Linked DNA regions of Sus scrofa: region 2 is linked to region 1. A link is a contact called in public Hi-C data. All regions are on one chromosome and are shown on one strand. The core of a region is the stretch at or near the end of the contact, and the rest is flanking DNA. Distances in the headings are between cores, read along the strand shown.

Region 1 (4,083 bases), core at 727-3,226:
GCCCGATCCTGCTGCTCAGCCTGGTCACCATGTGCGTGACGCAGCTGCGCCTCATCTTCTACATGGGCGCCATGAACAACATCCTCAAGTTCCTGGTCAAAGGCGACCAGGAGATCGGTAGGTGGCCCCGGGCCCCGTTGTGCCGCCCCCGGGAGAGCCCCCCCCGCCCCCGGGAGGGCTGGTCCCTCCCTCCCGCCTGAGGTCAAGCCCGCTGCCCGGCCGGCTGGAGGGTGTCGGGCTGGGCCGGGAGAGGGCAGGCTCCAAGGGCCTGACTGTCAGAGCCGCGTCATCACAGCCGCCCCAAGTGTTCTTGCAGAGTTTCCCGGTTGAGGCGGGAGGGAGGACTCAAATAACTGCCTGCGTTTGGGCGGAACAGTGTTTTTCGTTGCTGGAGGGGACGGCTGACGTGGTGTTTGTAAATGAAAACGCTGCCCAGAACGCGGTCTCCACCTGAGAGCTTGTTGAAAGCCGATCAGGCCAACCCCACGCCAGGAATCCTCCGGGAAACCGCAGGGGCGGTGCGTGGAGGGGCTGGGGGCCGAGGTGGGGGCCCGGCAGCTGCAGCTGGAGCCTGGGGCACCTGGGCCTGCCCTGGGATCTGTGCTCTGAACTGGGAAGCAAGGCCAGGGCAGCCTTCCTCATGTGAGCGTGTGCGTGTGTGTGTGTGTGTGTGTGTGTGTGTGTCTGTGTGTGTGTAATCCAGTCCAGGCTTGCTACTTCTGGTAAACAGAACTGATAACTCACATGCCACTTTCCCAAAAGAGCACAGAAGGTCCTCAGCTGATTAGAGGTTTTGATTCTACAAAGAAAGTCGGTACTTCCTCAGGGCCTGAGCTGAGTCAGCTTTAGTCATCCCTGAGCGGGACAAACACATTCTGGAAATCCTTTTTATTGGCAGTCTCATGGGTGTGCAGCTTTTGGTTGGTTGAATTGTTTTCCCCATGGGGAGATATCCTAAGAATCAAGTCGTTTTTTTTTTTTTTTTTTTTTTTTTTTGTCTTTTTTGGCTGCCCTGCGGTGTACGGAGCTCCCAGGCCAGGGATCAGATCCGAGCTGCAGTTGAGACCTGAGCTGCAGCTGTGACAACACCAGATCCTTAACCCACTGTGCGGGGCCAGGGATCGAATCCGAGTCTCAGCCCTCCCGAGACACTGCCAATCCCATTATACCACAGCGGGAACTCCTCAAACACAGTTTTTACAAAGAATAAGAAACCCAGCCTTAACCAAACGGAAAGATGACAAAGGAGCACAGACAGTGCTGGTTCTGTGCTGAAAATGGGGATTGGACCCAAGACAACATGGGGAAACCCTATCACGTGTCTTTGCAAAAATGTGTAGCAAACAGGAAGAGAGGGAAAAAAATAACCTATTGAGCTTTGGTTTTTTGTTTGCTGGTTTAGCTTTGTTTTGTACGATGATCTTTTCCTAAATTTGGACCCAGGAACCCTGCTATTATGTACCATTCGTTAAAATCTGTGCCCCACACTTAGGGGAAAGCCGGTCTATCATGTCTAAATGGCCCCTGTTGTAAAAACCCTCAGGCCTAGAGAGGTGGAGAGCCCGCTGAACACAGAAAGGCCCTCACTGGCCCTTGGAAGGCAAATTTCCCTGCTGCTGAGTCAGGGCCTTTTACTCTGAGAAATCGTTTGCTGCCCAAGAGGCATTTTTTCCAATTGTTTCCCACTTTAAAAAAGTTAATTTCAAGTAGAGGAAGTTGGGCCAGGAAATTTGGTCCACAGCTGACACGGCATCGGTTTTCCCCATCCTGCTCCTGTGAGCAGTTGTGCTGACCACACACACACACACACACACACACACACACACACACACACACACACACACACACGGCCCTGCTTCTGCCAGGTCTTCTGCGCCCACGCCACTTCCCCATCACGGTCCCCGGCAAGCACCCCGGGCCTGATTCACCAGCCCGCCTGTGACAAGGCACCAGCTGCACATGACTGAGGCCCCAGCAGACAGGAAGACGTCAGCACACACCCCTGCCGGGTCCTCTCCCGCCTCCACTCCCAGAAGCCTGGCTCAAGCTCGGCCTCCCCCAGTGCACTGAGCATCGGGGCTCGCTGGGAAATAGCTTGTGCCCTGGGCCCAGAGCTAGCCTGTCCCGGTGCCCCAACTCCGTCACAGCCTTGGACGTTTCTGCTGCTAACCCCCTCCTCTCTGCTTTTTCACTTTTGCTTTCTTGGTGCAGTGATGGCTACCGGTAAGCCCGAGGGCCTTGTTGGGGAGCACACAGCATCCCCTCCCAGCCAGTCTGTTCTACTGCCTCTCCTTGAACTCCAGACCGCCCGCCCTGCCCTAGTGGCCAGAACTGGGGGGTGGGGGTGGGGCGCCAGCTTTCAGCTTTTATTTGCATGAGAAAATCCCATCGTAACTTAAGGCTCTTTGAAGATGGAAGCCCTGACGTCAGAGCCCTGTGGGTGGTGCCTCCCTGGTGTGTTTCTAGAGGCAGAAAACTAATGGCCAGTCACACACAAAGCCTCTGTCCCAGTCCTTGGTAATTTTGTGGTTCCCAAGTCGCAGAGACTTCCTGGGGCTTCTGGGGGTGGCTGTTGTGACATTCTGGATTTCTTTAGCTGTTTCTTAGAAATAGGCGAGGGGGTTGGAGCAAAGAAGACGGTGGCCTGCCCCTTGCTCTGGCTTTGATTTCAGAGGTTAAGCTCTCCGGGCTGCCCTCGTGACCCACAGGGATCAGAGGGGGTCTGGGGAAGACCCGGGCAGGGCTTGGGGGTCGCGGACTCGGCCCAGCGCGCGCCCCAGCCTCTCCCCGCAGCTCCCGCGCCCCCGTGACACAGGCTGTCTTTTCCCTCAGTGGGCCTCTACACCTCCATCTTTGGGGTGCTCCAGCTGCTCTGCCTGCTCACGGCCCCTGTCATCGGCTACATCATGGACTGGAGGCTGAAGGAGTGTGAAGACGCCTCTGAGGAGCCCGAGGAGAAAGACCCCAACCAGTGCGTAGGCAGGGCCGCCCCGGCCCCCAAGGGGAAGCCCACCGGGTAGGGTGTGAGGCAGCAGCAGGCTTGATGGCAGGTTTTAAAGGGAGCAGGAAGAGTTCCTGTCGTGGCTCAGCGGTTAACAAACCCAACTAGGCTCCATGAGGTTGCGGGTTCAATGCCTGGCCTCGCTCCGTGGGTTAAGGATCCGGAGTTGCCGTGAGCTGTGGCGTAGGTCACAGACTTGGCTCGGATCCTGCATTGCTGTGGCTCTGCCATAGGCCGGCAGCTACAGCTCCAATTCGACCCCTGGCCTGGGAACCTCCATATGCCGCGGGAGTGGCCCTAAAAAAAAGTCAGCAGGAGCAGCGAGAGGGCTGTGCTCAGAGCTGCTCTGGCGCTGGCTCAGCGGAGCGCACGCTTTGGTTTGTCACTTCTGTATGGCACGTCTTGGGTATGTGAAAGCTGGGGAAGCACCAGGGTGAAGGGAGAAGGGGAGAAGCCAGAGAAAGGTCTGTGCAGACCCCGGCTGTCAGACTCTTCTGCTTTTAAGACCTCGCGCGGGAGTCCCCTGGTGCTGCAGCGGAAGCGAATCCAACTACCATCCATGAGGTTGTGGGTTCGATCCCTCACTCAGTGGGTTATGGATTCAGCATTGCCTTGAGCCTTGGTGTAGGTCACCGATTCGGCTTGGATCCCGAGTTGCTCTGGCTGTGGTGTAGGCTGGCAGCTTTAGGCCTGATTCGACCCCTAGCCTGGGAACTTCCATATGCCATGGGTTCAGCCCTAAAAAGCAGGAAAAACCAAAAAACAGAGCTCAGATCCTTAGTCAAATAGCTGTTTGCCTGCAGGGTCTGCTCCCTGGGTGTGAGTGTAACTGCTATAACCTTAATAAGTGTTAATTGATTTGTTCATGATCGTGAACAACAAAAAAAAAGGCACCGGAGCCCTGGTTACAGAAGGGTTGGGCTCTAAGATCAGAGGATGAGTTAAATGCCATCTTCCATGACTCCACCTTCGTGTACTCAGCTATTCTTTGCTGAATCAGGCCCCGTGCCAAGCACTTAATGCCCACTTCTCAGGTAAGCCTCACAGCACTCGAGGAGTTATACCCATTTCACAGATGAGGG
Region 2 (4,043 bases), core at 1,372-3,871, 340 kb before region 1:
GAGCCCAGCTAGCCCAACCAGTCTGTGAAAATGTCCCTTTGCCCTGGCCCCTGAGAATGCCTTGAAGTTCTGAGATCCTGGATATGAGATCTATCAGCAAACTATTACAAGTACTAACTTAAAAGTCTGCTTTCCTGGAGTTTCCGCTGTGGTGCAATGCGATTGGCGTTGTCTATGCAGTGCCAAGGATGCAGGTTTGATGCCAGGCCTGACACAGTAGGTTAAAGGATACAGTGTTGCTGCACATGGAGCTGCAGCATAGGTTGCAACTGCAGCTCAGATTTGATCCCTGGCTCAGGAACTTCATGTGCCATGGGGCAGCCAAAAAAAGGAAAAAAAAAAGGCTGCCTTCCTGACTTGAGTCCAATTGACCATGTCTACACTGCTTAATTCCCTCTCATTTATTTATTTATTTGCTTTCTAATATATTTATTAACTATTTAGGACTTCCCATTGTGGCTCAGTGGTTAACGAATCTGACTAAGAACCAGGAGGTTGCGAGTTCGATCCCTGGCCTTGCTCAGTGGGTTAAGGATCCGGTGTTGCTGTGAGCTGTGGTGTAGGTTGCAGACGCGGCTCGGATCCCAAATTGCTGTGGCTGTGGCGTAGGTTGGCGGCTACAGCTCCAATTGGACCACTAGCCTGGGAACCTCTGTATGGCATGGGTGCATGCCTGTCTTTCCAACTTCAGGATGAAATCTCAGTGGGAAAGAAGGCCTGACCAGTCCCTTTGACATCGGGGATCTGGGCCTTAAACTTGGATGGTGATGCAACAGCTCAGTCAGTCAGACAAAAAGACAAAAAAAAACTTTTTATACTTCCACTTTTTTTTTACAATTTTTTTTTCTACTGTACAGCATGGTGACCCAGTTACATGTACACATACATGTACACATTCTATTTTCTCACATTCTCATGCTCCATCCTAAGTGACTAGACATAGTTCCCTCTCATTTAAAAGGGAAGTAAACACTATACAATTAACTGACATAAGTCCCCAAGTCCCAAGGTTCTACTCCACCTCCCACCCCAGTAAAGATGGAGAGAATATACGCTAGTCAGAACTATGGGCAAACAGGAAAGGACAGCCCATTAGTGGCTAGTAGTCTAGTGGGAACAAATGCAGGTACCCAAACAATGACAATCCGTTGATTAAAGAAAAAAACACTGTAGACCTTTAGCAAGGCTGCAGCCCTCAATCAGCATCCTACTACCCATAATTCAGTTTAGCCCAATCCCCAGTTCTCTCTTTAGGCACCAGACAGCTCTAGAATGTGACAAGGCGAGAAATGAATTTATTCAGCGAATTATTATTATTATTATTATTATTTATTTATTTATTTTGTCTTTTTGCCTTTTCTAGGGCCGCAACCGCGGCATATAGAGGTTCCCAGGCTAGAGGTCTAATCGGAACTACAGCCGCCGTCCTACGCCACAGCCACAGCAACGCGGGCTCCAAGCCCTGTCTTCGAACTACACCACAGCTCACGGCAACGCCGGATCCTTAACCCACTGAACAAGGGCAGGGCTCGAACCCGCAACCTCATGGTTCCTAGTCGGATTCGTTAACCACTGCACCACGACGGAACTCCTCAGCGAATTATTTATTGAGCCTGCACTATATGCCTAAACTTCTGCCAGGGATTCTGCCAGACCTGACACTTCAGCCCGGGGCTGGGGTGGGTGGGTGCAAGGGTGGTGGTAGTGATGGTTCAGTGGAGAACTAGAATGGCAGGCTAGAACTCTAAGTCCAGATTTAAAGGTTACCACTGCTATGATTTTTGTTCAGTTGTCTCAAAGGGCCGGTGTCTCTACTCCTGCCCCTCACAGAAGCTCCTCTGACAGGCTCAAGTCCCTTGTGTTGCTGGGGTGTGGGAGCTGCTAATTCTAGCAGCTCAATTCGTCCCAAGGGCCAGTAGGCGCCTCCTCCTTTATCACTTGGCTGTAACCTTCTGCTTACGTTAGTATTCTTCCGTAGACTGCGAGAGATCCCTGAGGGTAGGGCTGCAGTCAAGTCCATACACCTAGCACAGGCCAGCTGCAAGGGTCGGGTGAATGAAACCTTGCGCCTCTTCCCTGAAGCATTCTCCGAGGGCACGCTAGGGGAATGCCTGGCTCCCTCCCTCCCTGTCAGGTCCGTCCTATCCGTGAGTCTACAAGCGTCTGTCTGCCCGCCAAGGCAGGGAGGCAGCGTTTACGGCTTGAGGACTACGAGCTCCTAGGAGGGGCTGCTCCTGACCATGCCTTACGGCTACAAAAGAAGGGCCGGTCCCCCTGGGCTCCAGCGACAGCAGCCCGAAGGAAGTGACCGCGAGGCCTTCTGAGTCTGGCGCAGAAAGGCGCCGCTGCCGTTAAAGGGGGCTGGTCCTGTCCCTGACTTGGGGACCCTATGCCAAGATGCGAGGTCCAGAGGCCGCACCCGTGTAGTACCCACCTCTGCCCGGGCCGTTTCGGCCGCGGGGCTCTGTGGCCTCGGCCGCAACTAGCGCCGCCATCATCACCTGGCCCACGTTGGGACCAGAAAGACAGCACTAGAAGAACGCTGAGAGCGCAGACAAGCGCGATCGATCGCCGATCGGCCAGCGACGGGCGGGGATTTGGGAGGCGGGGACCGTGAAGGAGAAAGATAGGGGCGTGGCTAGAGTGGGCCCCTGCCTCAGCTCCGAAGGTCGTGACTCTCCGGAGCCCCTAGTGGTCCCCGACCACCGCTGTTGCGTGCTCTCGGCGACTCTGTCCCACCTCCCCTTCCTTCCCGGCAGCCCGAAACTGGCTCTCCCGGAATGGTGCCCCTCTATTTGCCAACTTTTTGGCCCAGTTCTGCGGACAGAGTCTTGTGAATGGGGATACCACCAGGTCTTCCTTCAGCTCTCCTCCGTGTCTCCTCGGTTATGGGCCCTGGTGGCGGTGGGTAGGGGCGCATTCCCAGCCTCTGAGGACCCCACTGACTGGACAGGACAGAACTCACCGGCCACCGGGCCAGTTCCAAGTTGAAGCTTGGTGCCGATTTCCGGAGCGCCGGGGTGCTCCTTACACCTTAGAACCCACAGAGTGAAAGGTTCACGTGTGAAAAACTGCTACCAGGGTAAGACCCCCCGCCCCGGCCTGAGGGTGCTTTCCCGGGAGGGTTCAGAAGTCCAAGGTCTCAACTGCCTAAACCTTCCAGATTCTGGCCAGTGTTTGCCCTGCCTAGGCTGCCTCTCAGGCCTTGGTAGCCTTTCTCCTGATCAGGGGCCTGAGCTCCTGGGATCCCAAAGAGAAGTCAGAACAGCCAGCGAGACAGACTTGGCCTTTGGAGGAGCAGGGTACCTGCAGGACTGGCTTGCAGCAAGGTCTGCCCCCTAGAGCAAGGTTCCCCCAGGGCTGTTTGCCCACCCAGCCCTCTGGCACACCATCTTTTTCTCTGCTCTGTGTGAGCACATCTGGCCCTTTAAGGCAGCTCTCTGGCCTCAGGCTCCCCTGGAGGCCCTCCCTGCTTGGAAACTCCTAATTAAGGTGCAGGGAGAAGTGAAAAACAAGCAGCCAGGGACAGGCCCTGCCTGGGAGGCTGCCCAGAGAGGAGGGCTGGCTGAGCAGGCTGGGAATGAGCAGCCAAGGGGAGGACCAGAAGGGGTCAGTGCTCTGCCTCTCAGACCACCAACTGATGCTCTTAGGACAATCACAGCTTTGGACAGGAATGTAGCCAACATGGGTCCAAGGAACACCCTGTCACCTTGACAAGAGTCCAGCCTGGACTTTCCCATTTCCTCCAGGTTCTCTGGACCAGGGTGCAGGATCTCAATTCCAGGAACAATCTGAGTCGAGTCTCTCCCCATTCAGGACCCTAAGGCCCAGCCTGTGGACAGTTGTCGCTCTGGCTGCAGCTGTGTGTTCCAAGAGGGAAAGATTGGCTCCAGCAGAGTAGCGGCTTCTCCTTAGCAGGCCCCGAACCCCTTAGGGCCTTTCCCTAGGCAGAGGTGGAGCCTGTTAATGATAGAAGGCCCCCATCCTCATAACATTGCCCCACAGCCTCTGTTCTGAATGAGTTGCCCTGACCCCCATTAGGA

Evidence for each region. Hi-C and Micro-C count contacts between places; a contact is called where the count stands out from the background.
Region 2: a contact with region 1 is called in a Hi-C map of alveolar macrophages, with 2.8 times the contacts expected there. The contact joins the promoter of RTN4RL1 here to the enhancer-like site in region 1. A contact is called at or near these places in 2 of 5 promoter capture datasets (fetal skeletal muscle and liver), 3 of 47 Hi-C or Micro-C datasets (alveolar macrophages, embryonic fibroblasts and epiblast stem cells) and 1 of 2 datasets of contacts at active chromatin or transcription factors (alveolar macrophages).

What each region holds. Positions count from the first base shown.
Region 1 is chr12:47,802,249-47,806,331 of Sscrofa11.1, reverse strand. It overlaps SLC43A2 (large neutral amino acids transporter small subunit 4), which reads left to right. Exons shown (of 15, transcript XM_013990000.2): 9 at 1-117; 10 at 2,212-2,223; 11 at 2,833-2,971. Among named protein-coding and RNA genes, the nearest start is that of PITPNA, 19 kb to the right of the region's middle. Within about 2 kb of position 1,976, at least 68 of the 83 cell types and tissues checked have an H3K27ac peak or open chromatin away from gene starts, as enhancers often do. A contact at or near this core is called in alveolar macrophages, embryonic fibroblasts, epiblast stem cells and 2 more, where this site is marked.
Region 2 is chr12:48,144,887-48,148,929 of Sscrofa11.1, reverse strand. It overlaps RTN4RL1 (reticulon-4 receptor-like 1), which reads left to right and starts at 2,621. Exons shown (of 2, transcript XM_021067605.1): 1 at 2,621-3,082. DPH1 (2-(3-amino-3-carboxypropyl)histidine synthase subunit 1) reads right to left here and starts at 2,566. Exons shown (of 13, transcript XM_021067606.1): 1 at 2,435-2,566. The coding sequence starts at 2,498.